Linked DNA regions of Ovis aries: all the other regions are linked to region 3. A link is a contact called in public Hi-C data. All regions are on one chromosome and are shown on one strand. Each heading gives the region's core, a stretch centred on a gene start, on an enhancer-like site or on the middle of the called end of the contact. The rest is flanking DNA. Distances are from core to core; before and after follow the strand shown. Region 1 has its middle 16 kb from the start of POLA2. Region 2 holds the start of POLA2 (DNA polymerase alpha 2, accessory subunit). Region 3 holds the start of TM7SF2 (transmembrane 7 superfamily member 2). Region 4 holds the start of CDC42EP2 (CDC42 effector protein 2).

Region 1 (2,700 bases), core at 170-2,669, 140 kb before region 3:
TGGAAGAAAAGTTATGACCAACCTAGATAGCATATTCAAAAGCAGAGACATTGCCAACAAAGGTCCGTCTAGTCAAGGCTATTGTTTTTCCAGTAGTCATGTATGGATGTGAGAGTTGGACTGTGAAGAAAGCTGAGCACCAAAGAATTGATGCTTTTGAACTGTGGTGTTGGAGAAGTCTCTTGAGAGTCCCTTGGACTGCAAGGAGATCCAACCAGTCCATTCTGAAGGAGATCAGCCCTGGGATTTCTTTGGAAGGAATGACGCTAAAGCTGAAACTCCAGTACTTTGGCCACCTCATGAGAAGAGTTGACTCATTGGAAAAGACTCTGAAGCTGGGAGGGATTGGGAGCAGAAGAAGGGGACGACAGAGGATGAGATGGCTGGATGGCATCACCGGCTAGATGGACGTGAGTTTGAGTGAACTCCAGGAGTTGGTGATGGACAGGGAGGCCTGGCGTGCTGTGATTTATGGGGTCGCAAAGAGTCGGACACGACTGAGCGACTGAACTGAACTGAACTGAATTCTGGGACTAGTATTGCCTGGAGGCCTTGCCCTGTAGTGTAGACATGTTGCCACCAGGTGGCGGCAGTGCGGCACAGTCCCAGGGACTGAGTTTTTGCAAGATTATTCAACCTTTGTCCTTCCCAGACTCCCAGGCTGTTGCTATGGGAAACTAAAACATTCTGAATAGAGGGAGGCAAGATTTTAAAAAAGAAAGCTATGAACCTTGAGATAATTAACTACACTTTATTGAGTTCCTATCAAGTCTGAGGTGCAGAGTTGGGGAGGGGGCAGGGGGAGGGAATGTTACAAAGATGGTACTTCCTGGGTGGGCTGAAGGCTGCGGTCATAGTAACCGCAGTGGGTGTCTACTGTGCATTCACTCTGCTGGGTGCCTGTCCCGAGTTTTCCTTACTCCTAAGGCAACCTTAACCCACTCCAGTGTTCTTGCCTGGAGAATCCCTGGGATGGAGGAGCCTGGTGGGCTGCCGTCTATGGGGTCGCACAGAGTCGCACACGACTGAAGTGGCTTAGCAGCAAGGCAACCTTGTGTGGCATTACTGCAACCAGCCTCTACTCCCGTGTGTGTGTGTGTGTGTGTGTGTGTGTGTGTTTTAGTAGCTCAAATGTGTCTGATTCTTTGTGACTCCATGGACTGTAGCCCGCCAGTCTCCTCTGTCCATGGGCTTCTCCAGGCAAGAACACTGGAGTGGTTTGTCATGCCCTCCTCCAGGGGATCTTCCCAACCTAGAGATGGAAGCTTGGTCTCTTGCATTGCAGGCAGGTTCTTTACCGGCCTGAGCCAGCAGGGAAGCCTACCCTGTCAGTCAGTCGCTTCCTTATTTTGGTCTCTGATCTGTTTGAAATGCAAGTGTTGTCACGTCAGTCCCGCCCCTTGGGTAGAACCCTTGCCGTGGATTCCTCTTAGCCCTGGATCCCCACCCCCAGGCTCGGCCTTTGTTCTCCTTTCTCAGGCCATGCTGGTCCATCCTCCACAGAGGTTTTGTTCTCCGCTCTGTTTTGCACCTGGAATGTTCTTGTGTCCCGTCTTCACGGATTGACTCCAACTCCTCTTTCTCAAGGCCTCTTCCTTGACCTCCAGAACCTCTCCTTCATGACCCTCAACACAGCTTTATTTTCACCTTTGTCATTCATTTGTCTTGGATTCATGTCTCTCCAGCTCATTTTCCCGCAGGCTCCCTAAGGCAGATCACATGTCTGCGCTGACATCTCAGTGCTGACCCTTGGCAGGTAGATGCTTTCGGGAGGTGCTTATTGACTAAACAAAGGGAAGAAGCTGGCGGCTGGAGGGCCTTGCTTAGGGTCCTGCAGCCAGTAGAGGTGCCGGCCGAGACTGGGTGCAGGTTTCCACTCTGTGCACTCAAGTCGAGCCCTTTGTAACCTCAGACTGATGAGCTGACCGCCGCACTTCAGTTTCCTCATTGGTCAAATGGGTATAAAACCAGGTGGAAGGACTGCTGGACTCCAGGATGGCTACAGAAACAAAATGAGTTGACACATGTGGAGGGAGGATATAGGCGGAGTGCTGGCTAGAGGCCAACGAAAGAATGTAAAACAGCTCATTAATACGGCTTTATATTGGTCACAGGTTGAAATGATGATATTCTGAATATATTAAGTAAATGTCATGTTTTATTATACTGTATATTATAAATTAATTTCTTTTTCCTTTCTTTGGCTGTGCTGGGTCTTTGCTGCTGCATGTGGGCTTTCTCTAGCTGCGGTGCACGTGCCTCTCCTTGCAGTGGCTTGGGCTCAGTAGCTGGGGCACACAGGCTTAGCTGCGCCTCTGTATGTGGAATCTTCCAAGACCAGGAATTGAATCTGTGTCCCCTGCATTGCAAGGTGGATTCTTAACCACTAGACCACCAGGGAAGTCCCTCTTTTTTACTTCTTCAAATGTGGCCACTAGAAAATTTTAAATTACACATGTGACCTGCATTATATTCCTACCAGTCTGTCTCACCAGGATGGCTGGATTGGTCCCCACAGCACTCTGGCTCCCTTCCAATCTATTTTCTATTAATACTCTGTAGCTAGAGCAATCTTTTCGAAAAGTAATGTAATCCTGTCATACCTGTCACCTCTTGCGTCTTGCCCCGTCTTACATAAGACCAATCCTTCATTTCCCTTTGTTAATAGGATGAAGAACCACATCCTGCTGAAGCCTTAAG
Region 2 (2,878 bases), core at 44-2,543, 160 kb before region 3:
AATCTGCCTGCAGTGCAGCAGACATAGGTTCGATCTCTGGGTCGGGAAGATCCCCTGGAAAAGTAAATGGCAACCCACTCCAGTATCTTGCCTGGAAAATCTCATGGACACAGGAGCCTTGCAGGCTACAGTCCATGGGGTCGTAAAACAGCTGGACACGTCTAGCCTGCAGAGGTCGCTGACAGCTGGATGCGACTGAGTGACTTCACTTTCATGCATTGGAGAAGGAAATGGCAATCTACTCCGGTGTTCTTGCCTGGAGAATCCCAGGGACGGGAGAGCCTGGTGGGCTGCCATCTCTGGGGTCGCACAGAGTCAGACACGACTGAAGTGACTTAGCAGCAGCAGCAGCCTCTAAACAACAACAATAGGTTTCTCCACCCGTAAACTTTGTCAGCATCAGCTGACAAGCTCCTTAAAGTTCCTTGCAAAGCTAAAATTTAATTTTAGGAACCCATGTCAGGGACTCTTATTTGCACAGACCACCAACAGTTTTGATGAGAAGTTGATGGATCAGCAGAAGTTTAGGTGTAGGCTGGAAAGGGAGGAGCCAGAAATAAAAAGCTACATTTCAAAATCCCAACATCTCTTGCTTTGCTGTTGAGCTTTAAACATTTTCCAAATTCTGTGCAACTGCGCTGACTGAAAACCATTCTTCACATTCTTATTTTTCAGTTGGGATCCAAGCAGTACCCTGTGAGCATTTCAAAGTCTCAAACTCAGTTTCACTCATCTCACAAACACCGACAAGCCCCATCTAGGGGAGGTGAACCTCGGAATCGAGCAGGGGGGGGTGGACCTGGGTGGGGTCCAGAGAGGGGGCAAGGAACTCACATTTCTCAGTCACAGCCTCCTCGCATTCTAGGCCGAAGATGTGCAACTCCTCCACCAAGAGCTGGGCGGACACAGCCATGATGACCCAGGACGGGGACCGGGGCCGGGCCCACCCTAGCTCCGACCTGACGCCAAGAAACCCACAAGCGTGGAGATCGATGAGCAGAACGAGGTCCCTCTGAGCCTTTCACCCTCCGAGGGCCTGAGGCGGAGAGTGACCAAATGGCCCAAGACCTCAGGCGGTCAGAAGGCCCCAGTCGTCAGTCACGGAGAAACACTTTTTCTTTCTTTTTTTGGAAGCCCTCAAACGCCTAGAGGAAGAAAACAGAAAGCTTGAGAAGCTCGTTCTCTTGGGGAGAACGTCCTGCTTCCTAAAAGCCACTGCAGAGCTTCTCAGTGATGGGAGCAAAACAGTAGAGCCCGGAAAAACCCGCCAAATGCTTTGTACGGCGCACGCATGCGCGAGACCCAGGTTCAGCCCCACCACTTCCCCCTGCTTCCGGCTGTCGGGTCCCTGACTATGCGCGCGCACGCGCGTCCAAGCTTGAGCACAAACGCCTGAGCGCCGGCTCGCGCCCCGGTGCCTGGCTGCCCGCCCGCTCTACCCGCCGCTCCGCAGTTAGCCCTGGTGCTGCGCTAAGTCTTCAGTCATGTCTGACTCTTTGCGAGCCCATGGACCGTAGGCCCACAGACTCCTCTGTTCTTGGGCTTCTCGGCAGAATACTGGAGTGGGTTGCTATTTCCTCCTCCAGGGGATCTTCCCTACCCAGGGATCCAACCTGAATCTCTTACTTGTCCTGGATTGGCAGGCGGATTCTTGACCACTAGCGCCACCTGGGAAGAGATTCCTTCGGTTTAGTTCAGTCGCTCAGTCGCGTCCGACTCTGCGACCCCAGGGATGGCAGCACACCAGGCTTCCCTGTCCATCACCAACTCCCAGAGTTTATTCAAACTCATGTCTGTCGAGTCGGTGATGCCATCCAACCATCTCATCGTCTGTCGTCCCCTTCTCCTCCTGCCTTCAATCTTTCCCAGCATCAGGGTCTTTTCCAAGGAGTCAGTTCTTTGCATCAGGTGGCCAAAGTTTTGGAGCTTCAGCATCAGTCCTTCCAATGAATATTCAGGACTGATTTCCTTTAGGATGGACTGGTTTGATCTCCTTGCAGTCCAAGGGGCTCTACTCCAACACCACAGTTCAAAAGCATCAATTCTTTGGTAGTCAGCTTTCTTTATGGTCCAACTTTCACAACCATACATGAAAAACCGTAGCTGGAAAAACCATAGCTTTGAGTAGATGGACCTTTGTTGGCAAAGTAATGTCTCTGCTTTTTAATATACTGCCTAGGTTGATCATAGCTTTTTGTCCAAGGAGCAAGTATCTTTCAATTTCATGGCTGCAGTCACCATCTGCAGTGATTTTGGAGCCCAAGAAAATAAACTACTATTTCCATTGTTTCCCCATCTATTTGCCATGAAGTGATGGGACCGGATGCCATGATCTTAGTTTTTTGAATGTTGAGTTTTAAGCCAGCTTTTCACTCGCCTCTTTCACTTTCATCGAGAGGCTCTTTAGTTCCTCTTTGCTTTCTGCCATAAGGGTAGTGTCATCTGTGTATCTGAGGTTATTGATATTACTCCCAGAAGTCTTGATTCCAGCTTGTGCTTCATCCAGCCCCACATTTCGCATGATGTACTCTGCATGTAAGTTAAATAAGCAGGGTGACTTACCTGGCACGAAAGCTAGCCTTCTGAATGCAAAAGCTGTAACTGGTTAGTTGCTCAACCATGTCCAACTCTTAGCCCACCAGGGTCCTCCGTCCATGGGATACTCCAGGCAAGAATACAGGAGTGGGTTGCCATGCCCTCCTTCAGGGGATCTTCCCAATCCAGGGATCGAAGCCAGGTTGTCCACATTGCAGGAGGATTCTTTACCGTCTGAGCCACCAGGGAAGCCCATGAATACTGGAGTGGGTACCTATCCCATCTCCAGGGGATCTTCCCTATCCAGGAATCGAACTGGGGTTTCCTGCATTGCAGGCAAATT
Region 3 (2,858 bases), core at 348-2,847:
GTCAAAGGAACAGATGCGCGGGTTGAGCTCCCGTCCCAGGAAGAAGTCGTAGATGAGATTGCCTGGAGAATAAAGGAGGGTGAAGCTGCAAGCCAGCACCCCCATCTGCCTCTATCCTTACCCGACCGGGTCTCCTCTCACCTGAGTTCCCTCCAGGTGCCAGGGCCGAGGCAGGGGCTACCAAAGCCTTCAGATACAGAAGGAGGCTGAAGATGAAGGCGGTGAGGGTGGCCGCAAATGCCAAGGGCAAGAGCATTTCCGGGAGCGCGCTCAGGGGCAGCCCGGCTGACACCCCCAGGCCCACCAGGAGGGCTGTCAGCACCAGGGCCTGGAAGCCTGAACCGCACGCAGCACATGGTGAGTCCTGGGATTGACTCTCCACCTCCGCCGCCCCCCACCCCTGAACACACACACACAACCTAAAGCCCAGGGAGGTTGCAGACCTAGCCACTAATCTGGCACTGGCTCTTGGGGGGGTCACCCCAGCCACGTCTCTGAGTAGCAGCAAGTGCTAGGAATGGAGAAAGGAGGGGTGTGGACGGAACCAATGAAACCCCCTATGTCTGTCCTGGGTGTAAAAGAGGCGCAAAATAAGTGTCTGGGGTCGCGGGCGCATCTCTATGACCTTCCCATTGGGCCCGGGGCTCCACCCGCCAAACCCGCAGCTCCACGCAAGGACCTAGCCCCCAGGCACCGTTAATGGGGTAGCGCAGTCGACTCTTGTCCTTCAATTCCTGCCCCTCAGCCACCTGCGGGCACAAAGCGGTTCTGATAAGGGTTGAGGGGGGCCTTCCTTCTCGCCGAGCCCCTGCCCTCCGCCGCCTCCCCCGCGCGTTCGCGAGCAGAGGCCACACCTTGCGCGCCGGCAAGAGGTAGAGCGCCGCCTGCAGGCCGAGCCAGGTGAGACAGAGCAACAGCGCCCACGGGCTCCACAGCTCCTCCAGTCCCGGCAGGTAGGGGGGTGGGCCTAGAAGGCGCGCCGGTCCCGAGCGGGCCACCAGTAGCAGGTGGAACATAGTGACCGGGAGCAGCAGCATCAGCGCCGCGGCGCCTGGGGAAGGCGGCGATCCGTCTGGGGGTCCGCTCTCCGGCTCTCCCTGACCCCCACAGGCACCTTTCCATATCCAGGGCTCCCTCGGCATTCCCACTGCCCTCTTCCTTACCCGGTTCTCAGCCCTTGGTCCCGTTCTCTGACTTCTATCTTGCTCCCCCGGAGGACTCCACTCCTATTCCCCTAGTCGGCCCAGTCCTCCACTGCACAAATCCCCAGCTCTGCAGCCCCTTCTCCCGACACTCCCCTGCAAACCCCTAGATCCCACTGCCCCCCGATACCTCGCGGTCTTTCACCCTCAGATCCCTGTTCACAGCTCAACCCTCCAGTTCTCCCTCTAAGTCTCAGGCCTTAAGTACCCCTCTCTGCCCCATTACCCAAGGGTCCTCCGAATTCCAGCGGGGCCCGAGAGCCCTGAGGAGGGGCCATGGTCTCCGCTGCGCTGGGGGCTGGAACCTCTCAGACATCAAGGAAACACAGCCCACCCCATCCCCCAGGAGGTGGGCTCACTGCCGAGGAGGACCGAGCCCAGCTGGGCTTGCACCTGTCTGGGCAGCAGACAGCGACCGCTTTTGTCCCGAGGTCTTTAAATGGACCCGCCCCCGGCCCATCCTGGGCCCAGCGGGTCAGCCAATCAGCTCCCGGGGGCGAGACCAACGTGAGCACCTCCAAAGCAGCCTCTGCAGTCTCACAGCTCCACCCCAGTCCTCCAAGTCCCGCCCAGCCTCCCCGGAAGCGACAGAGAGGAGGAGACAGCATGACTTTATTAGGCAGTAGGCAGAGCTTGAGGGGAAGGGCCGCCGGGGCAGGAGACCAGGGGATGGGCGGATTGGGGCGACTGGGCAAGCCCATGCATGGCCGTGACGGAGCCTAGCCGCGCTCACAGATGACCTCAACGACACTGGGTTCCATGGGCACTGGGTCCGGGCAGCGCAGGGCAGCTGAAGCCACCACTTCATCCAGCAGCAGGTGCACAAGCTCCTCATCAGCCACGAAGCGCCACAGGTAGAGCTGCAGGAAGTGGCAGTCCACTTGCACCTGCTGCAGCCCGAAGCGCCCAAAGGTGCGCAGCCGCACGCACTCCAGCAGTGTCTTCAGGCTGATCTTGATGATGCCGGTCAGCACTGACACCTGTGGACAGGGACATGAGGCTGCAGAGCCACACAGCAGGTGCTGGGGAGGGGCACTAGACCCCTGAAGGCACCCGCGTTCCGTGCAGGGGCCAGGGGCCAGTAGCTGTGATGGGGTAGAAAGTCCCAGAACCCAGGTAAGAGGGAAATAGGATGTCGGCCTCATCACCTGGGGGGGAGCAGACAAGGAGGGCCCAGCGATCTGAGGCAGAGATGGCGTCAGCATGGACGTAGGGAGGGGAAAGGCTTACTACGTTGGAGGGAGAGCACCGGGTTCCTGAGCACGGGCTGGGTGGGGGCGGAGATCATGGGGGGAACAGCAATCCCCAGGGAGGAGCCACGACTATGGAGGGCCTAAGAACAAAGGCCAAAGAGGCAGACTAGGTGACCCCTCAGACGCAGGCTTAGAGCACACCCAGGGCAAGGCCGAGAGCGATGAGGCGGTCGTGGTGGGGCGCTGGGTGAGCACTTGCTCCTAGACACATTTCCCAGAAACAGAGACGAGGGGACTGAGTCCCAGGGCTTCCTGGGACGAATGTGGGGCTGCTGCAGCTGACCTTCCCAAGGGGCCCAGGGAAGGCAGGGCCACTGGGGTATTCGAACCTTATTGAACTCCACAGGGCTGAACACATCAATACGCTCAGAGAACAGTTTCTGAATGTTGCTCAAGAGGTTGG
Region 4 (2,883 bases), core at 101-2,600, 200 kb before region 3:
GCCTCCTTCAGAGGTAATGACTTCTTGGAGGCAGAGCCCCCTCCTCACAAGGAATACTAGGCCACTCCCCACCAGGGATGATCCAAAGGTAGGCCCCCAACCTTGAACCCATTGCTACCTGGAAAACATCTTTTCTCTCTGGTCCTCACCTTCCTCATCCATGAAATGGGATGACAACAAGGCCATTACCAGGGAGTTACTGGAAGTCAGAGAGAGTGTGGATGTAGGAGGGGGTTAGCGGGTCACTGTCAGCCTCGACATTTATTCAACAAATAGCTATAGGGACTTCCTCAAGCATTCTGGTTCTCCGGGGACAGTGCTCCAGACAAGACCGAAAAAGAGCAGCCCCTGGGCGGCGGGGTCCTCCAGTACAGGCGCCCTCGCTGGCCGCGGGGTCTCCCAACTTCCCTGTGCAGAGCAGCGCTCGGTTCCGTGGCCACCAGGTGGCGCGCGCTCTCCCTCTACCGCTCCTTGTCCCGGAGGGGTCCTGCACGCACCGGGGTCTCGAGCGAATCTACAGTTCTAGGCAGGCGCCTCCCAAGGAGACGCACGCACGTTCGCGTACCAGGTGGGGACTGTCTGCAGGATTTTCTTCCCTTGGAGGATTCTGGGCTCACAACCAGACAATAGGGGGAAGAGGGAGCGATCGGGGACCCTGCCCGGTTATCCAAGCTCAGGGAGGGGCCTCCCCTGTGCTTTCCGGCCTAGGCGATGTCCGAGTGTCCGCTCGGCGCAGGGCCAGAGTTCGGGCGTGCGGCCCCCGCCCCGTGGCTCCGGCGGGTCCTGCTACTCAGCCCCAGCTCCGGTTCCGGGGCCGACCCCCTCCCCGCCCTCTATTCGAGCGCAGCCCAGCCCAGTCCGGATCCGTTTCAGGACACTCGCGGCCACGGCTAAAGATAGGAGGACACCTCACCGTCTACTAAAAATACGACCCCGGGTCCAGGCGAGAGCGCTGAAAGGCAGGAGGGCACTCCCGGGTCCCGGGGGTGGGGCGGGGGGCCCGGCGCAGCATGGAGGACTGGACCAGGAATTTGGGTTCGGGATGCGCGGCGCCCAGCAGGCCGAGGGGAACGCGGGCGTGGCCGCCGGGACCGAGGCGCGGGTGAGAAAGGCCGTGCATCTCACGGCAGAAAGGACCTACGTAGAGATGAGTTGGGGCCCGAGGCGCGATCAAGGATGAGGCGCCTTAAGGATGGGCCTCTAGAGGGACACCCCCCGCCTCACCCCGCCCCGCCCCAGGAGCCGCGGTCTGGCTGCAGAGTCGGGCCTGAACTCACCTTGACGCGCGTTTAGGCGGCTGACCCGAGAGAGGCGAAAGCGCAGGAGCTGGACCGCGCGGCGGTGGGATAGACCTGAGCTGCGAACTTACAGGGAAGACCGTGGCCCCTGAGGCCCCGCCCCCTGCCCGTAGAGCCAATGCCGGGGCCGCCCCATCTAGGCCACACCCACAGCCTCGCCCCACTCGCGGGCCCGCTTCGGCTCCCTCTTCCCAGGCGCAGCGTAGAGGTCCGGCAGCCGCGGGGACCCGGGGGTCCAGTCCGAGCTCGGGAGGCTGCGGGCCGGGCCGCGTCGGGTAATGGAGCTGGACTCCGCGGACTCCGGCTATGTCCGTCAGAGCCAAAACTCTCGGTTCTACGACGGCCGAGGGGGGAGGTAGCCGGAAGACCGAATTCTTTAGAATTCAGAAGAGAAGCGTCCCCGGAGGGTTCCCTCCCTGGAGGGCACTGGCATAAAAGTATTTAGTGACTGCTGAGGAAATGAATGAGGCCTCGGAGGCGCTTACGTCAATACATTACAGACTTCCGAGAGCTTTCAAAAGTTTGCCGTCTCCTAGAAAGGAAGGCTTTGGGGGTGTGCGCGGGATGAGTGGCCCGGCCACTCCCGTATTTACCGTATTTATCTTCAGGCTAGGTGGCTTCCGGGGCGGGGGTGGGACTGGTACTCAGACTCTTTACAAGATTGGGTGGGGCTTGAGCTGCTGCAGGGTGAGGTCCTGGGGCTCGCCAATGGTGCTGACCACGAGGATTATTGATTGGTTGGTTGGTGGGTTCATTCGTTCATTCAGTGGAAGAAACATTTACTGAAAGGCATACCCTGCAAAGGGTGGATGGTACTGAGGTAAGGGGACCTGAGAGCTGTGACAGTACAATATGACCAAGATGATAAAATCTTCCATTCTGTAAATGTGGGAGGGACTCGAGGAGAGGGGGGTCAGGAAGGCATCCTGAAGGAGGGAAGGATGCTGAGGGTGGAGGTGAAGGTCCGCTAAGCCAGGAGGGAGGGAAGGATGGGGAGAAGCAGAATCCAGTAGGCAGAGTAATGGCTCCCCCTAAAGAGGGGCAACCTGTGAATGTATTTTGTTACATGGCAAAGAACAATTAAGTTTGCCAATGGAATTAGAGTTGCTAATCAACTGACTTTAAAACAGAGAGATTGGGACTTCCCTGGTAGTCCAGTGGTTAAGAAGCCACCCTGCAATGCAAGGGGCATGGGTTCTACCCCTGGGTAGGGAACTAAGATCCCACGTGCAGCAGAGAAACTAAACCGGTGCACCCCCAACTAGAGAGCCCTTGTGCTGCAACAAAAGATCCCACATGAGGCAAGAAAGACCCAACACAGACAAATAAATGAGTTTTTAAAAATTGTGTTGTGCTTTTAAAAAACAAAACAAAAAACCAGAGAGATTATCGGAATTATCTGGGTGGGTCCAGCACAATAATGACTGATGGTTCTTAAAGTGGAAGAGGGAGACTGGAGTGTCAGAAAAAGAGATGTGATGATGCAGAAACTCTGTGTTGCTGCTTAGGAAGATGGAGGAAGGGGCCACAAGCAGGCCAGCCTCTAGAAGCTGGAAAAAAACAAGGAAGCGGGTCGTCCCCTCGA

What was found. A called contact is a pair of places that touch in the nucleus more often than the background predicts.
Region 1: a contact with region 3 is called in a Hi-C map of tail adipose tissue, with 7 times the contacts expected there. The contact joins the enhancer-like site here to the promoter of TM7SF2 in region 3. A contact is called at or near these places in 7 of 16 Hi-C or Micro-C datasets (blood, liver, mixed tissues and 3 more).
Region 2: a contact with region 3 is called in a Hi-C map of hypothalamus, with 3 times the contacts expected there. The contact joins the promoter of POLA2 here to the promoter of TM7SF2 in region 3. A contact is called at or near these places in 2 of 16 Hi-C or Micro-C datasets (hypothalamus and liver).
Region 4: a Hi-C map of hypothalamus shows a contact between it and region 3, with 2.1 times the contacts expected there. The contact joins the promoter of CDC42EP2 here to the promoter of TM7SF2 in region 3. A contact is called at or near these places in 5 of 16 Hi-C or Micro-C datasets (blood, hypothalamus and liver).

Annotation. Positions count from the first base shown.
Region 1 is chr21:39,907,465-39,910,164 of ARS-UI_Ramb_v3.0, reverse strand. No RefSeq gene overlaps it. Among named protein-coding and RNA genes, the nearest start is that of POLA2, 16 kb to the left of the region's middle. Within about 2 kb of position 1,419, at least 4 of the 54 cell types and tissues checked have an H3K27ac peak or open chromatin away from gene starts, as enhancers often do.
Region 2 is chr21:39,923,550-39,926,427 of ARS-UI_Ramb_v3.0, reverse strand. It overlaps POLA2 (DNA polymerase alpha 2, accessory subunit), which reads right to left and starts at 1,293. Exons shown (of 18, transcript XM_004019668.6): 1 at 835-1,293. The coding sequence starts at 913.
Region 3 is chr21:39,767,766-39,770,623 of ARS-UI_Ramb_v3.0, reverse strand. TM7SF2 (transmembrane 7 superfamily member 2) reads right to left here and starts at 1,597. Exons shown (of 10, transcript XM_027959927.2): 1 at 1,429-1,597; 2 at 855-967; 3 at 695-749; 4 at 142-336; 5 at 1-62. The coding sequence starts at 1,480. VPS51 (VPS51 subunit of GARP complex) reads right to left here. Exons shown (of 10, transcript XM_027959926.2): 9 at 2,785-2,858; 10 at 1,798-2,182. The coding sequence ends at 1,922.
Region 4 is chr21:39,967,418-39,970,300 of ARS-UI_Ramb_v3.0, reverse strand. It overlaps CDC42EP2 (CDC42 effector protein 2), which reads right to left and starts at 1,350. Exons shown (of 2, transcript XM_012102126.4): 1 at 1,278-1,350.